Regions from separate parts of the Sus scrofa genome. Here region 2 is linked to region 1. The links are chromatin contacts, called in public Hi-C maps. All regions are on one chromosome and are shown on one strand. Each heading gives the region's core, a stretch centred on a gene start, on an enhancer-like site or on the middle of the called end of the contact. The rest is flanking DNA. Distances are from core to core; before and after follow the strand shown. Region 1 overlaps DUPD1 (dual specificity phosphatase DUPD1). Region 2 holds the start of VDAC2 (voltage dependent anion channel 2).

Region 1 (2,721 bases), core at 142-2,641:
GTGGGCCATGCTGGGAACAGGCTAAAGGCAGCCCATGCAGTTTCTCACCATTCAATGCCCAAAGGGTGGTCCTTAGCAGAGCCACAGAGCAAAGAGGGAGCAGTGCCTTGAGAGTCTGGGGACAAACCCTCTGCCCCAGGGAGGCCCAGCAAGCCATGTAGCCCACGGCACTAGCGCTGCTGTCTTAAAAGCAAAATTCAGCCAGAAGGAGCGAAGCCTCCCACCTCCTTTCCCTTTTCCCTGCCCACCACCTACCCCCCCACTTAACAGACTACAGGCTCCCCGAAGACTTAATGAACTACAGCTTGCGTCTGTTTTAAGTTTTTGGTCATGACAGAAAGAATTACCCTTTTTGCCAGGGGAGGAAGAAATGCTTTAGTTATCAGAAGAGCTGGCAAGGGGCCAGGCAGCCTCTGGAACGGTGTGTGGGGATCAGAATGCCAGAGGTAAACATTCCACTCCAGGAGGTAGCCATGCCCAGGAGAGCTGGGCCAGCACCCCCCGAGCCCCACCCAGCACCCAGGAAGCTGGCCCTGCTCCTCACCCTCTGGCCTTTCTGGCCAAGCTGCCCAAGGAGAAGGTAGGGGTGGGAGTTCCCTTCATGGCTCAGTGGTTAACAAACTCAACTAGGATCCATGAGGATGTGGATTCAATCCCTGGCCTCGCTCAGTGGGTTAAGGATCCGGCGTTGCTGTGAGCTGTGGTGTAGGTTGCAGATGTGGCTCAGATCCTGCATTGCTGTGGCTGTGGCCAGTAGCTGTAGCTCCAATTCGAACCCTAGCCTGGGAACTTCCATATGCTGTGGGTACGGCACTAAAAAGAAAAAAAAAAAAAAAAAAGGTGGGGTGGCCACACTCTTGTATCTCAGCAATGGGGACTGGATGCCAGCCTGGTTAGCTTGTGGAGATTCATGAAGACAAATCGTGATACTTAATAGCTCTCTATGCGGCACCTTCTGTGTCAGCTCTATGTGTGTGGACAGGCCATCCGTGGGGTCCTCACCTTGGGGGAGGGTGGGCGGCCAGAATCCCGGTGCCTGGTGTTCGACCCTCTTGGATTTCTCCTGTTGCTGTGGCTGTTAACCGTCACCCGGTTCTGGGCTTGGTCCTGTGAGGAAGGGGTGGGAGGGAGAGGGAGACAAGGTCACCACATGCACTCAGAAGTGTTTACCAAATTGCTCCACCAACCCAGCGACCTTCATGAGTGTCTCCTTTCTAATCCTTCCAGGCCTTGGGCCTGAGATTCAGGAACAGGGACAGTACTGGGGTCACACAGCTGAGGCTGCTCCAGCCAGCTTGTCCCCAGCAAAGGGACCCCACTGCCACAGGAGAGGAAACCACTGGGATAGCAGCAGTGGTAGTGCTGGGGACAGCCAGAGAAGCAGATCTCCTTACTTAGCCTGTTCCCAGAGCACAATGGCATGTTGCCAGCACACAATAGGGCCTCTGTAACCAGCTGCTTTGAACTATTTCCAGCAATGGTACCAACTTTCCGGGTGACCTCTGGCAAATCATTTCACTTCTCTGAGCCTGTTTCTTCATCTGTAATCAGGAGTGAGCATACTGAAACCTTGAAGAGTATATTAAGGGTGACGTTATCTATGTGAGTTCTAGAGCGCCATCTAATGGACACCCGAGGGATGGAACGCTGCTTCTCATGGTGGCTTCTCATTTGGTCCAGCTGTTGCCATGATAGTGGCCAAAGGGAGCTTTTTCTTGTGGAGATTCTTTTAGATCTCCAGTTCTCACACTTTATGGTCTCAGATCGCTTTTACACTCCTATAACCTATTGAAAGCTTCAAAGAGCTTTTATTTATGTAGGTCTGCTCTGTCAATATTTACTCTATCAGAAATAACTCAAAAAATTGAAAATATGGATTCATTTAAAAATAATAAAGTAAACCCACTGCATACTAACATACAGGTTTTTATGAAAAATTATATTTTCCAAAATAAAGCTACAGAGCGGCATGGCATTATTTTACATCTTTGCAAATCTCTTTGATGTTAGGCTTATGAGAATCCAGGTGGATTCTTACATCTGCATTCAACCTGTTGTGATCTGTTGTTTTGGTGGACGTATATGAAGAAAATCCAGTCTTACTCAGATATGTAGCTGGAGAAGGGAGGGATATTTTAATAGTCTTTTTAGATGATTGTAGCTCTTCTTCTTTGATACCACACCAAAGCTTAACAACTTTTGTTATGTGAAATCTGAAAACATATCAGTAAACTTTATACTCTGTTACATAAAAATCCATCGGTCTGCCTTGCACTTTGAATGGATTTTTTTACCCATATATGATTTTGTAATATCTCACACTGTCATGTGGAAAGCATTGGTTCACTAAGTTATACAGATCTTCCCAAAGTTGACGTGCTGCATTGTACATTATCAAAAAATATATTTGTTAATACCACCGCTGCTCTTAACAGGAAAATCTGAAAAGTACTGCGAAATTATCAATTTCAGTGGTAGATACAACTTTTCCAAAATTCTTTTTTTTTTTTTTTTTTGTTTTTGTTTTTGGCTATTTAGGGCCATACCCATGGCATATGGAGGTTCCCAGGCTGGGGGTCAAATTTGAGCTGTAGCTGCTGGCCTACACCACAGCTACAGCAAGGACAGATCTGAGCTGCATCTATGATCTACACCACAGCTTGTGGCAACACTGGATTCTTAATCCACTGAGCAAAGCCAGGGATCAAACCTGTGTCCTCA
Region 2 (2,721 bases), core at 152-2,651, 160 kb before region 1:
GCAATCCAAGACAATCATCAATTCTAGTCAACCATGGCGTAAACTATATCTCAAAGAAAAGAAAGCATGATTGCTTTTCTTCTTAAAGGTAAATTCCTGTAACTCAAGTTTGAAAAAAACAGATGAAACTGGGATAGAATTTGGATTGTTTTACAGTACTATTTTAATAGAAATCTTATCTTAAATATAACTAATAAGAGAATGCAGCAAAATACTTACAATTTAAAGTCAATAATTTCCCTAAGCAATCCAAACACACATTTTCCACTTCAGATCTAAAATTTTTAAAGCAATTCTTACCAAATCCTTTGTTGAAAATATCTCTGGCAGCTTTGCCAAGGTCAGCATATGATGGCGGAATACACATTGCTGGTGGGAAGAAACATTCCAATGTTAATGTCCCTGTGCTCCCACAGTCTGTTCAAGAACTAGATTATGAACAGACTGCTATCTTTAAATCCAAGCAATCCAACTTGTTTTTATTACCACGAGGAGCTACAACAAAACTATAGTCTACTAGGATCCATGAGGGAGACATCAGCACCAAAGACTAATTTCTAAAACAGATAACTATAGTAAGTGGCCAAAAAACTTGGGAAATTCCTTCCAAAATATACAAAGAATCAAACACATACACACATATATAACTATACATTCAAATATACCTGCCAAAAGTCACTGGAATAGGCTGATTTAACCAAATGAGATTAAAAAAACTAAGACAAGTCCCTCACCCCCTCCCCCAATACATCCTTTAGTATCCTCTCTGAGGCCAAAACCAATATTCTGGAATGGGAAGAGAAAGGTAAATAATACCTGGGGAACTTAACGGAACTTAAAAAAAAGCCATCTATGTTTCACTCAAGTGTCTACATCAACTAAATATCAGATGGCACTTTAGACATATCCTCGGCCAATGCTGTGCGGCTTAAGGGCAAGCAATCTGAGCTCGTTACACTAGCTCATTCATTCTACACAGCACGTCCACGCCCTTAGGAGCACATGTAATGACCTTGTGCACTCACAAGGGAGATTACTACTTCCTCTAAAAAAGTGACCGATCCAAGCCTCCAAAAACCAAATCCGGTATCAGTAACTTTTTCCTCTGAGTCCATTAAAGACACATCCAAAAGCTGAAGGTGAATGCGACCATGAACCAACTCCCCTGGCCTAGTCCCCCTATTCGAAATCCAGCAACTCAGTCCCTCCTCCGCAGAACTAGAGGAGTCAGACGATGGAGAAACTACCAAAAGGGACAAATTTCCAAGTCCTCGGAGAGATACGGGAAAAGAAGCCCTAGTTTTCCGTTCGACAGGCTTCGACTGTCCAGGCACCGCCGCCCCGTCCCGCAGAGATCCCCCTCTACTTACGCCGTGGGCAGGTCTGTCCATAGGACGCCATGGCGAAGCCGTCGGATGAGGTGATCTGAAGGAGGGACATAAAGTGTGGTCAGCAGGGGTCAGAAGCAAACCAAGGGGCCAGAAAGGGGGTCTGGGACAGAGGGGAGAGGGGCCGCGGGGCAGCGCGGCCATCTTAGGGAGCCAGGGCCGACCCAGAGTCCGGCTCAGACATCCTGCTTGGCCGCCCAGGCCTACGCCCCCGGGTCAGAGTGAGGCGGGGGCAGCGGTACCTGGTGGTCTCCTGGGGGGAGGGGGAGGCGCCCCTGCCGTTCGCTCGCAGCAGAAACCGTTCGGCTCCTTCAGGGTCGGGCTGCAGCTCCCTCGGCTGGAGGGCGAAGTGAAGGAGACACCGTTCCGCCTGCCGCAACCCTGTCCTCCCCCCACCGGCCAGGACCCTGCCGCTGCCCCTGGGGCTGCCCGCCGCGCCTGTCCCCGCAGCGCCGCCTGCTGCCCACTCCAACCTGCTCTAAAACAGCCACGTGCTCCAAGAGCACCCCCGCCCCCGGGATAGGGCGCCTCGGTCCCTCGGCGGGGGCCAGAAAGACAGACGTTGCCGGACCTCAGGTCAGGCAGCGAAGAGGACAGCCCCAGAGACGAGGGGGCGGGGAACGACGGATGCTGCCGGAGGGGACCGCGAGGGCGGGGGGATGGGGTGGAGGCCCCGCGCGCGCTCAATATGGGCGGGGCGGGGCGTCGGGCGCGTGCCTGAGCGGGACTGCGCGCGACTGGGCGCGACCGCGCTCCCCGAGGTCACGTACATCTCTCCAACTCCCCTTCTTGGCTGTGACTTACATGCCCTGCAGAGCCAATCCCCGGTAGAGGAAGGAGTCTGCTGAGCGATACCACTTCTGCCCTGAGCAAGTGCTTGCGTCTCTGGAAGACCGTGTGTCTCTCCTGGCTCAGAGAGAAATGAGTGGGGCGCTGGGGCGTACCTCCAGCCCCTCGCCCACTCCCTTCTTTCGCCCGCTTCCCATCATGGTGTAATCGCCATGCTAGGCGGGGCTCGGCCTGAGAGGCTCTCTTGGGCTGCCCCGCCCTGAACAAACTTGAGCACGTCTCGGGGTGCCCCGCCTTTCCCTACTCCACCCTACCCCCGCTCAAGCCTTAGGGTTCCTTTTCTGCCTCCTTCGTCTGGATTGGGGTGGGACTGCTTTACACACACAGAGAAACTGGAGCGGTCTTGGTGAGTCAAGCCTGCTAGAAAATTTAGGAATCATGCTGACCAAGCATTAGAACGCTGCACTCCAGTTCTCTGGGTGTGCAGGAAGTGAAGAAGCCAAGGGGACAAGAAAAAAATGAGCGGTCTAATGAGATAGAAATA

What was found. A called contact is a pair of places that touch in the nucleus more often than the background predicts.
Region 2: a contact with region 1 is called in a Hi-C map of skeletal muscle, with 6 times the contacts expected there. The contact joins the promoter of VDAC2 here to the enhancer-like site in region 1. A contact is called at or near these places in 6 of 47 Hi-C or Micro-C datasets (embryonic fibroblasts, fetal skeletal muscle, fibroblasts and 3 more) and 1 of 2 datasets of contacts at active chromatin or transcription factors (skeletal muscle).

What each region holds. Positions count from the first base shown.
Region 1 is chr14:77,605,716-77,608,436 of Sscrofa11.1, reverse strand. All of the region lies in intron 3 of DUPD1 (dual specificity phosphatase DUPD1), which reads left to right. It overlaps LOC110256662 (a long non-coding RNA gene), which reads right to left. Exons shown (of 4, transcript XR_002338519.1): 2 at 1,003-1,107. Among named protein-coding and RNA genes, the nearest start is that of DUPD1, 36 kb to the left of the region's middle. Within about 2 kb of position 1,391, at least 4 of the 83 cell types and tissues checked have an H3K27ac peak or open chromatin away from gene starts, as enhancers often do. A contact at or near this core is called in skeletal muscle, where this site is marked.
Region 2 is chr14:77,766,375-77,769,095 of Sscrofa11.1, reverse strand. VDAC2 (voltage dependent anion channel 2) reads right to left here and starts at 1,401. Exons shown (of 9, transcript NM_214369.1): 1 at 1,371-1,401; 2 at 301-369. The coding sequence starts at 1,401.